Linked DNA regions of Sus scrofa: region 1 is linked to region 2. The links are chromatin contacts, called in public Hi-C maps. All regions are on one chromosome and are shown on one strand. Each heading gives the region's core, a stretch centred on a gene start, on an enhancer-like site or on the middle of the called end of the contact. The rest is flanking DNA. Distances are from core to core; before and after follow the strand shown. Region 1 holds the start of LOC106504991. Region 2 overlaps LOC110262248 (a long non-coding RNA gene).

Evidence for each region. A called contact is a pair of places that touch in the nucleus more often than the background predicts.
Region 1: a Hi-C map of liver shows a contact between it and region 2, with 1.6 times the contacts expected there. The contact joins the promoter of LOC106504991 here to the enhancer-like site in region 2. A contact is called at or near these places in 1 of 5 promoter capture datasets (liver), 14 of 47 Hi-C or Micro-C datasets (alveolar macrophages, embryonic fibroblasts, epiblast stem cells and 8 more) and 2 of 2 datasets of contacts at active chromatin or transcription factors (alveolar macrophages and skeletal muscle).

The regions. Positions count from the first base shown.
Region 1 is chr9:104,909,736-104,915,973 of Sscrofa11.1, forward strand. LOC106504991 reads right to left here and starts at 3,070. Exons shown (of 3, transcript XM_013979822.2): 1 at 2,765-3,070; 2 at 1,836-2,459. The coding sequence starts at 3,070. The region is part of intron 1 of KMT2E (histone-lysine N-methyltransferase 2E); the gene reads left to right.
Region 2 is chr9:104,859,377-104,865,983 of Sscrofa11.1, forward strand. LOC110262248 (a long non-coding RNA gene) reads left to right here. Exons shown (of 2, transcript XR_002347081.1): 2 at 1,960-3,226. Among named protein-coding and RNA genes, the nearest start is that of KMT2E, 14 kb to the right of the region's middle. Within about 2 kb of position 2,650, at least 60 of the 83 cell types and tissues checked have an H3K27ac peak or open chromatin away from gene starts, as enhancers often do. A contact at or near this core is called in alveolar macrophages, liver, mesenteric adipose tissue and 3 more, where this site is marked.

The sequences.
Region 1 (6,238 bases), core at 1,820-4,319, 51 kb after region 2:
ATCACGTCTAAATTAAAAAACAAATCCACTGATAAGATTAACATTCTTGTAGGATATACAGAGTAGAAACGGGAAGAAAGTTAAGACGGAAGGAATAGGAAGTATGAAAATGGCCTTCAAAATTCAGATATATACTCCTTGGTTTCTTGTAGCTTTTAGATTATTGAAAAGTGTTCCCGGGTGTTACCTCGCCTTATACGCGTACTTCGAAACTTAGGGAATATCACACTATTTGGATCTGAAATTTAGGTTTTCTCAAAAAACACTCGATACTCCTCCATTCTGTGGCCCAGGAACCAGACTCTCCTTTCTACTCAGTCCAGTGGCCTTTCGGACTCACGGTGGATTTCGACTCCCACATCGGGGACCTGCCATCTTACGTAAGTATACTTCGCAAGGAGAAAGGCAGAGAAGAAAATAGGGCGCCAAACCTTTCCCTCCACCACCAGCCATCACACCCCAGGAGGAGCGTCCCTCCGGGGGCTTTCCCCAGGAGCCACAGCGGCTAAGCAGTATGGGGGAGGGGAAGCGCTCTCAAACAGCCATCTCTTCCTCTTCAGGCCGCCAACGTCGACCGCACCACAGTCTCCTCCGCCCCAGCCCTTTCCCCTCCCCCGCCCCGGCCTGGGTCTGAGCCAAACCCCACAGGAATGCAGCCCGGTCACATGCGCTGCGGCGGCGGTGGACGTGCCTCTCCCCCCGCGCCCCAAGGAGACCCAGCGCCATCTTGCCCTGACGCAGTTACAAAAGTCATGGGAGAATTTGTGTCTCCTCGTCCGCGCCAGCGCCCCAAAGATCCGCAGAGGCCGAGCCGGGGCCCTCACCTCGCGCAAGGACAGGAGAAAACAGGGAAGAGCCTTGAGATTCCCCTCGCCACTGCTTGTGCTCCATACCGGCCGCGGCGACAACGACCACCATCGTCACCTCTCCCTCTGCCTGTGCAACAGCCTCCCCCGAAGGCTCTGGCCCCACCCGCTGCTGCAGCATGAGGTCATCGCGAACCAATCACTAGGCGCACGACAGACACATCAGGCACTGATTGGCTGCGTGGACCGCCTCTGCCTCTCCCCACTCCGCTTACTAGGCGCTCAGGGTCGCTGGGTAGCGAGAAGACAGAAAGCGCCATTTCGGGGAGAGACCCCCGAAAACAAGAACCGGAATCACCGTGTCATTTTAGTTTGGGGAAACCATTTATTCTTTGGCCTCCCCTTTTTCTTCGAGATAACCGTCTCTCTGTCCCTCCCTTATTTAATCACCGCCACATAAAGGAATTCCCGCTCCCCTCCCCGCACACAGTCCCGCCGGCGGGGAAATCCTTCCCCGGGGCCAAAGAAGTAGGAGGCAGCAACGGCAACTGCACCGACGGCAATGGCAGCTTTTTACCCCGATACACCGTGGCAGGGAGGCGGCGCTGACGGTGGCTGTATTTTTCCTGCTGCTTCTCCCCCCGACCTCTTCCGTTTCTTGCTCCTCCATCGAGACGGCGCTGGACTCGCCAGCTCCGCTTTTATCCGGTGCTCGGAGCCTGCGCACTGGAGCTTCCTCAGCCCCTAGTGGGCGTCGAGTGACACCCCAACTGAGTTCATCCAGCGCTGGAGGCTAGACTTGGGAGGGGGAGGGGAAGGCTGGGACAGAGGTGGTTTGGGGAGTGGGAGAGAGCGCATCCTTTTGGGAGGACGAAGGGAGAGGGAAGGGTCTTTCCCAAGGCCTAGGATCAGTATCCTTCCACCCAGTAGTGGCGCGCGCGCGCGAGCTCACCGATATCCAGACTTGAGGGCTACTCAGGGAAAAGGGATAAAGAACCAATCCCACCAAATTCCGAAACTTCCCCAAACCTTCAGTGAATTGTTGAATGCATCTGTTGTGAAACAGACGGAGACTCTGTCCACCTCTCTGCCTCCAGTTGGCCGTCTTCGAGCCTCCCTGGAGAGGCAACGGCGGGCAGCAGCCCACAAGCAAAATGGCGGCAGGCAGCTTCGTCCCCTCCCCCTCTGCCCCTGCGGAGCGGGGCGGGCGGGCCCCGTGCACTTGCCGCCGCCGCGGCCGCCGCCGCCGCCGCCGCCGCGGCCGCCGCCGCCGTCGCCGCCATTTTCCCAGAGCGAGCGGCAGTGACACTGAGCGGGCGCAGGGGGCCGAGTCGGAGACCGTGCCGGAGTCGGGAGCGGCAACAGAGGGGGCATAGACACTCTGAGCAGCCTCGCCGTCGCCTCTGCGTTCCTGCTGACTGCTTCGGTGCCCCCTCCCCTACTCCTCGGTTGCTGGTGAAGAGGCTTCGCGCTGCTGTTTGGGGAGGGGTGTGTGGAGCCGGGTCCTGTGTCCGCAGTGGCTGCTATCGGGGGGTCGCCTGACCGCGGAGGTGTGGAGAGACTCCTTGGGGGTCGAGCACATAACGGGGTTCGGGTGTCTGGTGTGTGAACATCGCAGGTCAGTGCCTGTCGTCTCCTTGGGAGTTCATGGGGCTTGCGGGATGGAGAGACGTGTGTTTCCAGGGGGAGGGGGCTTTCTCATCTTTATCCTTCCGGGGGGGCGGGGGGGAATCGACGTTGGCTCTCAGGTGTCTTGGCGGGGGCAAGACGTTGCTCGTTTGAATCGAATTTATTCTTTTTCCTCCCTGTCCCTAGAAAGGGAGCATTATGGCGGGTTTTAGGGTTGGGGAAGGGGGAAACTGGCAGTTAAACCCCCTAGAGAGTGGGAGTTAGGGAGGGGGCGCACTCCTCGCCGGCAGCGGGTTAGGGCCGCTTGGGTGAGGAGGGAGGCTTCTGACTGTTAGTGGGGTTTGTGCTCGAAGAGGTCCCAGGAGCTGCCAGCTCTCCCTTTCCTCTGCCGCATCTTGTTCAGGTGCTGGGAACCCGTATAGGCCCCATTTTCTTCTGCTACTTCCATTCTTGCCGGGCAGTCTGTGGCTTAATTTTCTCATAAATGCAAAGGGGGTGGAAAGAACGCCCTGGGTCTCTCCCTTTGTGGGAGAACGAGACCGCTCCTCATCTTCCCCGGGAGAGGGTAAACCCGCCCCTGAGGTGGTCACCCCAGTACCCAGCCTTCTCAGTCTCCTCCCCCACTCCTCTTGCATTATCGCCGTCCTTTACTGTACCGGAGGCTTAGAAGCCACAATATGGCACATTTCAGGAAAGCTGATTTTGACCAAGGGATTGGCACAAACACTGTGGCAGCAGGCACAGAAGAGAAACAAACGGTTCACTGTGCTAAACGGGGGAGGGGGAGAGAGAAAACAATCCGGAGGGCTCTCTTCCACCGGCCTCCGTTCGGTAGAGATCCGTTCTTGCCAGACTCTGTCTCAAGAACGATACAGTTTAAAGTCGAAGGGAAATCGCTGGAGTTAGCTTTAGAGTAAACCCCGTTTTGCCCATTTCCCCCCCTTTTTAGAGATGTGAATAGCGTAAGGTATTTGGAGTTCTGGAGACCTTGGAGAGAATTAAGTGAGGTGCATTCAACTCTGGACTGGAGACATCAGTACCTAATTGGCAGACAGTCCGTTTTTTCCTTGAATCTCAGAGATGGGCAGTAAAAAGTGAAATTTCCCTCTTTTGTCCTTTACAGATTCTAAAAATGGCGGCCCCAGGCTGATGTTGTGGTAATCTAATCAGCTCGGGTCCTCCACACCCCATGCAGTGCGTTTGTCTGCAGCATATTACAGGCTTATTATGTTTACATGAAAAGACTGGTTTTTGTTTTTTTTTTTCTTCCCCAATCCGTTTACACAAGTGTGTTGATTTTACTGCAAATTACAATGCTGTGTTTTAGTTGATTAATTTTATGGGTTTTTCCTGAGAGGCAAATGAAATGACACCACTTTTGAAAAAAATAAAAACACTCAGGTAGCCTTAGAAATTTCAGTAATGAGGCTGGGTGTTCTTGAATATTTTTAAAAAAATTATTTGGGGACAAAAAACAGTTTCTGTTTGGTTTAGCCCAAGCGTCTATTATTCAGTAACAAAGTAAATTAAAATATTTAGCAAGTGTAAAGTATTACACTATTTTGTATGATTAAACGTTTTAATCTGGAGTGGAACGTTTCCCATCCAACTCTTGACCAGTTTTTTGAATTTTGGTTTTTGTACTCTTTGAGTTTAATTTTTAGGGAGCTGTACAAACAAGCCTAAACCTGTTACTTCACTGGGTGTGGAGATACTTGTTCTCACTATTATATTTTGCATCCATTTTTCCCATATATTAAAGCATTCCTTAGGAATTCCTTAGATTAATTAATTGTGAATTTGATAAAGTGGAGTTCCATGCTTTGTTGCCCTTTGAAATTGTCTTCTAGCATGCTGTCAGAATTCTGTAAGTAAAAAAGTGAGGCTGTAGTTCTTAATTTTTTTTCCTTCCCAAACATGCCCATTTATCCCACCTGTTATGGGATGTGGGATTTAGTCTGTTTTAGTAGACTTTAAATTAAAACCATATCAATAATAGGGTCTTGAATCCATTTTGTGCTTATATCAGAATCTTACAGATTGGGGCAGAAAATTAAATGGTGTCATTTAACTTTATTTTAAAAAGTGTGAATGATTAGAATTCATCTCTGTGGTGGGAGGTCAGTCTTTCTGACCTGAACTAAGCAGTGAGATATGAGTGGGCCATTAATGGCAGTTAATGACTATTCTGATTGTGTACCAACTGTAAAACAAGTGCCTTTCAATCCAATAGTACTTAAAAAGGTTGGAGAGGGTACACCCTTTCATGATTCTCTTATTCCACTGTAAATTCTGTTCTAAAATATTTACAGTGGAATAAAAGAATCATGAAGTTCATATATGAGTTAAATTAACTAAAAATTTCTAATTTACAAAATAATTGTAGAAATTACTGGCTTAGGAAGTTTCATCATGTAAGACTGAGTACATAACCTTACTTAGAATCTTTGAAATTATTAAGTTGAAATGTTGGTGGGTAGGGGGAGAGTTTGGGTAGGGATTTGGGGTCCATACTCATTTTTATCATCCTCTGAGTGAGCATGTAATCCAGATCCTTAACTGCTGATGTAAAGGTGGTACATTTGTTTTATAGACTAAGTGGTTAAGATCTGTGTTTCAAAAGGTTGGAACTTTAAACTTACGACCTAATGTAGAAAATCATGATACTCTTAGGAAAATTTAGTGTATTGTAGTCATACTTAGAGTCATACAGTCAGCACTGTCTGTACCCATGTTTGTGTTGATAGTGACCTTGATCAAGTCTAGACACATAAGGCATTTGGATTTATTTGGCTCAGACACATAGTATCAAGCTAGAAATTATAAGAGAAGCTGCTTTCACTCCTAGGAGCTTTCTTCATACTGGCCTGGTTCATTGCTTTGAGGTTTGTTTCTTTTTGTTTGTTTTGATGTTTTGGTTCCTATGAGACTGGCTTTTTATTTATTTTTTGGATATTGTACTGTGTAATTAACATTGCTATAAATACTCAGTTTTTATTCATCTATACTCCAATTGACTATGTTTTGGATTGTCACGGCAAATTTATTAAACGGTGAGGCATAATTTTTGTTCCCAGAGAGTTTTGAAACATTTGGCCCCTTGGGGCAAAACTAGTCAAATAGTCTTTGCTCTTAGGATAGCTGAGTTTGAGAGATTAGTTGTTTATCTGTTTAAGTGGATTTGTAGAAAATCGTAATGTAATTGGAGAGCAAATTTTACTTTCAGAGACCACATTTTGATCATGCTTCCCTTTTGTTGTCAGTATAAGTTAGAGGATCCCTTTGATCTCAGTTTAGGTTTAGAACCTTTTCTTTACAGGGCCTCTCGTTTCTCTTCAACTCCAGGCCTCTGATAACTAGGTCTTCTTCAATTTTGGCTTGTCTGTTTTCCTCACAGCTTTGAGCCAGAGAATTTTTACCATATATACCACAGTAAACTCTGGGATTTTTTTGAACTTAAAAATGAAGTGAGGTGATAAGCCAATTAATAAGTTAGGAGAAACTCTTTCCCTCAGTACATACTTTAGTGGTCTTACTGAAATTATAATTTCATAAATTGGTTTCTTATTTCTAAAAATAATGCATCCATTTTATGCATAAAGTTCTCGAAGAAACTTTTGGTTTTAGTTTTTTAAAGTGTATTATGTAAATCCCTACAGTTCTGCTTTTCTGAAAGTTACTTTGGGGACTTAGGATGCGCCATTACCATTGTGTGTTTAAAGTAGTGAATGAGGAGTTCCTGTCATGGCACAGCAGAAACGAATCCAACTAGGAACCCTGAGGTTTCAGGTTTGATCCCTGGC
Region 2 (6,607 bases), core at 1,400-3,899:
GTGAAGCCCAGGGCTTCTCTAGTCCTATGAAACAGATGAAGGGTGTTTTGAGAGCTCTTTCCATCCCTTTCTATAATCCCTGGCAGAAGCCTGCCCCGAGTTCTGCTCTTCCACGTTGCAGCTGCAGCTGGAAAGAGCTCTGAATTGAATGAAGGGCTCTTCCACCATCCTGTCCCTGGCCTCTAGCATGACTTTGGTACATAAAGCTGATGTTCTTACCTGTCGTCCCCATTAGATTGGGCAGGGTACACCCTACTCTTTCTTTTTTGTTTTGTTTTTTTTTTGTTTTTCAGGGCCACACCTGTGGCATATGGAAGTTACCAGGCTAGGGGTTGAATCAGAGCTACAGCTGCCAGCCTACACCACAGTCACAGCAACGTGGAATCCAAGCTGTGCCTGCGGCCTACACCACAGCTCATGGCAACGCTGGATCCCCAACCCACTGAGTGAGGCCAGGGATCGAACCCGCACCCTCAAGCGTATGAGTCGGATTTCTTTCCACTGAGCCACAAGAGACGCTCCACCCTACTCTTTCTGATGTGTGGTGCTTAGTAAATGTTTGTTGAAAGAATGAATAAGTCCATCACGGCTAAGAGCTCTGCCAATAATCATTTCCCACAGAGATGGTTGTATTATAATGGCAGGTTCTTTAAAAACCAAGACAACTTTAAGAGCCAAAGGATCGACCACTCTATTGTGGGTGTACCCAACATGACCTTAGCAAAAAGGAGCCTTTTCCGTCCTTCTCAGATGATACCAAGTGGGCAACAGCCTACTGCCAAGGCTTACCACAGCCTCCCTGTGGAAGGTTTCAGATGGGCTGGATGGGGGCTCTTGCAGGGCACTTTTCCAGCTGTATTCCCTGGCAGAGTTCTCTGTGACAAGGCTGACTTTTCTCACCCACCTTCAATAGCAAGGCCTGGGTTATCTGGGCCACACTTTCCACATCTTCCGAAGGGCCCCCACCTCCTGATTAATTGTCACGGGGCTTTTCCACGGCTCCTCTTTCTGAATGTTAGTGAACAATATCATTTCTCAGCTGGGTGGAGTCTAGAGTGAGGTGACTGAGGCACTTGCCTCAGGGGTAAAATTGAAGGGGGGGGGCACCAAAAAGTTAGTAATTAAGATCAACAGTATTTTAATGTAAAGAATCAAAACAAATGCAAAAGAATCCATGAAGAACAAAAAATGTAAAGATGACGTTAAATATTATTTATCTGAATTACTGTGGTTTTGGGCGCCCCTTTAAACTGCATGCTGAGAGGAAAGTGCCTCACTCAGTCCGCACCAGTTTCAGTCTATCAAGAGTGGCCTGTGCTAACCTCAGCTCCATCTCTAACTGCTGCTGGCTTTAGCACAGACTTTAACCCACCCGAACGAGATGGGTAGGATGGGGATTGGCCTGGGGCCCTTTTACCTCTTTCAGAAAGCCATGCAAACAAATAGGCGGGGGGCCAAGTCTATTGTTCCAAAGTTTCCACCGGCTGCTAATGGCTCTTGGGTTCTGTGGTCTGGTGATCAGAGGGGTAAAGGTTTCTGAACAACTCAAGGCCTTTGATATGGTTGCCAACGCCCGCATTTTTTCATTCTGGGAACAATGCCACTGAGGGCCACAGCTGCCCTCCCCCACCTAAGTGAGGAAGTGTCTGCTGGTCATGGGTGGAGGCAGGTCCTGTGAGGGCAAGGGTCAGAAGGACAGAGGAGCCTTTCTTGCCCTGGCTGCCGGGTCTTTTCCCTCTGGTACCCACCGACCACTCCACCCTTTTTGCACTTTCAAAACCTGTACTTGTCTTATTCCTCTGTCCCCCTTGGCCAAAGAAAACACACGTCTCTGATCCGCCCCTTGGAGAAGCTGTCCCCCGGACTTCACAGTGTTTCAAGATTTCCTTTACGTGGGTTCAGAACCTGGCCCTGGCTCTGTCCTGAAGTCCTGACCCCACCGACGTTTCTTTTTTTCAGAAAATGCATGAGGGAGTGAGCTGTCTTGTTATGGAAGCAGAGGGCCACAACCTCAAGGTCCCCTAATGATGCCGTCTGAGGAACTGGGGCATCACATTCATCCACCAAATCCTTTTAGGGGAGGCACTTTGTGGGGATGCCCCCCCCAGGAGAGGAGGTATCTGGGCTAATTTGACTACTGTTTTGGAGGAACGCAGGTGAACCCAGAGGTAGTTTCCACTACGCAAAATGTTTTTTCCACTTCCTGTTCTTTGCTATTTTGCTTTCTTCCGGTGTTAAACCACAGAGTTTCAGAATCAGATGAAACTTAGCGTGAAGGCCGGCCACATGGTCTCCAGCCCCCAGAACCTGGTGACTCAACTAGATTTCATGAGGCCAATCAAAGGACAGGCTTTTGCAATGACAGGACTCCCTGTCCTGAATGAGGCTCTGAGAGTAAGTTTGGATTTCTTGAGAATTTTCTTCTGAAGGCTGACCTGACGGATATTGCATTTCTTCTGGGAAAGGGTCAGAGGATTTTCGCTTCAGCCCCTGCAACTCCCTGGAATGACTCGGGGGGTTTCTTTCACCAACATCTGGCCTCACAATCATCACTGTGAGGAAGGAAGGAAACGCAGCAGAGTTGCTGGACCTGGGAGAGCCCCTTCAACGACAGCAGATCACACTCTTGGAACCGGAAGTGTGGGCGTGTGTTATGTTGCTGCGCAACCAAAGGCAACGAAGCAGCAAACCTCAGAAGGCAGAGCCCACTACCGAGGGGGAGTTTCGAGCATGTCGGGTCCCCCAGAGGCTGGGCCTAGCTCAATCAAGGGAAAAGTCAGCATCCAAAAGTCCTTAATGACGCAGAGGAAGCCAGGGGAAAAAGTCACTGGCAAGTCATCACTGACTCACAGAACGTCTGAGAAGAAATGAGCTGCGACCCGCAGCCACGCGAACCCCTCGCTTTCCCGATAAAAAGGAACCGGAAGCCGGAAAGTAATGGATCGGGGCCCTACTGCCAGGTCAGAGCCAGAACCACCGCCCTCCCGGCCTCCGCTTCGTTCTGCATTAACAGTTTGCAAACTCTCTGTCACGTGCTTTAGTTTCATCTGATCCTGAACTGAGAGCAAATATTTGTCTTTCAAGGGAGAGGCCAAAGGAGGACTGCTTCCTTTCCTCCTCGGAGAGGAGAAGAATACTTTTCTAATGCAAGTCTTATTAGGATTAAACGAGTTAATCGTTTTTGGGGATTCAAGAGAATATAATAAAGGCCATCCCTCCTCTCTTACAAAGCTCTGGGTAATTACGGAATGGTCATGAAGAAATCAAACAAACGGCATGAAAATGTCAGCTTTATCACTGATAGCTCTTATATTGGAGTCAGTGGTTCTATATGTGTGGGTAAGTGAACTCCAGGATTATATCCAGACGGGCTACCCCCCAGGCTGAGATGGGGTGGGGGCTCCCAGTTATGGATTGTCCCTGTAAACCACTGCATCATGGGAGGACAGTGCCAGGAGCAGCTCTGGAGGAGGCTTGCTGCCAAGAGAAAGAAGAGAGAAGCTGAGCTGTGTATTTGGGGTTCCTACCCCCATACTCACCACTGAGAAGCTGCTTCCCCCAACCTGTCCCAGCCTCTTGCCCCTTCTGCCTCCTAGGGAGGAGTGAGTCAAGGAAAAAGGAGAGGTCAGGAGTTTCCGTCGTGGCTCAGAGGTTAACGAACACGACTAGGAACCATGAGGTTGCGGGTTCGATCCCTGGCCTTGCTCAGTGGGTTAACGATCCAGCATTGCCGTGAGCTGTGGTGTAGGTTACAGACGCGGCTCGGATCCGAGTTTCTGTGGCTGTGGCATAGCCCGGTGGCTACAGCTCTGATTCTACCCCTAGCCTGGGAACCTCCATATACTGAGAAAGTGGCCCAGGAAAATGGCAAAAGAACAAAAAAAAAAAAAAAAAAAAAAAAAAAGGAGAGGTCAGGAATCTTAGGCCAGGGGAGTTTCCGTCATGGCACAGACTCCAACTAGGAACCATGAGGTTGCGGGTTCGATCCCTGGCCTTGCTCAGCGGGTTAAGGATCCGGCGTTGCCGTGAGCTGTGGGGTAGGTCGCAGATGTGGCTGGGATCTGGCATTGCTGTGGCTTTGGCGTAGGCCAGCAGCTGTAGCTCTGATTCGACCCCTAGCCTATGCCACGAGTGCGGCCCTAAAAAGCCAAACAAATAAGAAAAAAAGTAAAGAAAGAAAGAAATCTTATGCCAGAAGAGCTTCCTTTGTGTGGAAGGAAACATCAGGGGTAAGGAAGAATTTTTTTTTCCCACCCTAATAAAGTGTAAACACTTAGTTCTTGGTACAATAATAAGTGCTTAATAAAAGTTATCTGCTGCTGGAGTTCCTGCCGTGGCTCAGTGGTTAACGAACCCGACTAGGAACCATGAAGTTGTGGGTTCAATCCCTGGCCTTGCCCAGTGGGTTAAGGATCCGGCATTGCTGTGAGCTGTGGTGTAGGTTGCAGACGCAGCTCAGATCCCGAGTCGATGTGGCTCTGGCGTAGGCCAGCGGCTACATCTCTGATTAGACCCCCAGGCTAGGAACCTCCATGTGCTGTGGGAGCGGCCCTAGAAAAGACAAAAAGACAAACAAACAAACAAAAAAGTTATCTGTTACTATTATTATTCTGGCCGTGGCCTATTACTCCTATCAGAGACTGCCTGGCCTTCAACGATGGGACTTCTCTAATTGTGTCTGCCCTTAGATGTGTGACCCCCAGCATCTTACTTAACATCCCTAAACCTCAATGTCCTCCTCTATAATAATAATAGTACCTGCCCTATACCTGGAGGGACCACATGATGTAAGTGGAGAGGACTTAGCATGACGCCTAGAGCATAGTAAATATTCAGTAAATGGTGATTGTTACTGTTATAAAAAGAACTTGGGGGTCCAGAGAAAAATAAACAGAAAGTTAAGGCAGACATTATTGGAGTTCCCAGGTTAAGGTTCCTGCATTGTCTCTGTGGTGTTTTGGGTTCCATCCCCTGCCCTGGTGCAGTGGATTAAAGATCCAGCTATAGCGTAGGTTGCAGCTGCAGCTTGGATTGGATCCCTGGCTCAGGAACCTCCATATGCTGTGGGTAAAGCCAAAAAAAAAAAAAAAAAAAAAAAAAAAAAGGCAGACATGATTGATTTAGAAGAGGCATGTAAGGGAGAGCCTGGCCAGTATCTGTTAGAATTAGAGTAGTTGCTTCCATTGGATCTATAATCTGGACACCTGAGAGTGAAACCCTTTGGGTCTTTCTCCCTCACTTTCCATACAAGGAGGAGAAACTCTCAGTTTGGTGTTCACCTTGGGAAGATGATGACATTCTTGAAGCTGTGAGCTCCCTGGGAAGGATAACTAAGTGCTGTTTTGAGTGTGGACGGAAATGGCTTGAGCCCATCACAGACTCTTAAGGGCCATGGTCTGAGCTCCAGGAGGACAGATACTGAGATTGTCTTATTCACTGCTTTGTCTTTAGCACCTAGCGTGGCATCTAACACATGGCACATTTATTAAATATTTCTGATGTTAGTAGGTGAATGGGCAGAAATCTTTATCCTTCAGTATATGTAAAGGTATAATTCACTTAACAAGCATTCTTTTTCTTTTATTCTTTTTTTTTTTTTTCAGTCTTTTTAGCTCCATGCCCATGGTATATGGAGGTTCCCAGGCTAGGGGTAGAATGGGATTCGTATCCCTGGCCCACTCCACAGCCATAGCAACTCAAGATCCGAGCCGTCTGCAACCTATGCCACAGCTCACCACAACACCGGATCCTTAACCCACTGAGCGAGGCCAAGGATCGAACCTGTGTCCTCATCGATACTAGTCAGATTTGTTTCCTCTGAGCCACAGCAGGTACTCCTCACTTAACAAGCATTTCATTCAGCATGAATTGAGCACTTACTGTGTGCCAGGCACTAAGCTAAATTCTGAGACTGCAGAAATGGATCAGTCCTGGTACCACCTCCTTGAAGCTCATGATCTAGAGGCAAAGAAAGCGTGTGCACAGATGAAGTATAAGGAGAAAAAAAAATCATGCTAAGTATTGCAGAAAGGAATAGATTGTCCAACTAGGACAAAGTTTCAACAAGGAGTTTATCTTTGCAGAATCCATTCCCACCCAACCATGAATGACTTAGATGCTTTACTTAGCATTTACCACCCCCCCCACCAGCCTCCCAGGGCTTAGCATAATATAGGTTTGAACTTGTGTAGAAAATATGACCTCAAACTATTTGAAAAACTCTCTATATTATGATATGACTGCAGCTTTCCCAACATTACTGGGTAGGGAGTCAACTTTATGCTAGTCTTAGCTCAGGTTGCCACAGTAAAATACCATAGATGGGAGTAACTGAGACAACGGATATTTATTTCTCACTGCTGTGGAGGCTGAAAGTCCAAGGCCAAGGTGTCAGCAGATTCAGTTCCTGATGGCAGTCCTCTTCCTTGCTCAAAAACAGTGGCCTTCTGGCTGTGTCCTTACACTGGGAGAGTGAGTGCCCGGATGCTCCCATCATGAGGGTGCTTTTCATGGTCTCACCTAAAACTAAATCTCCTAAAGGCTTTATCTCCAAATATCATCACACGGAGATTAAGGCTTTGGCACAGAAATTTTGGAGGGACACAAG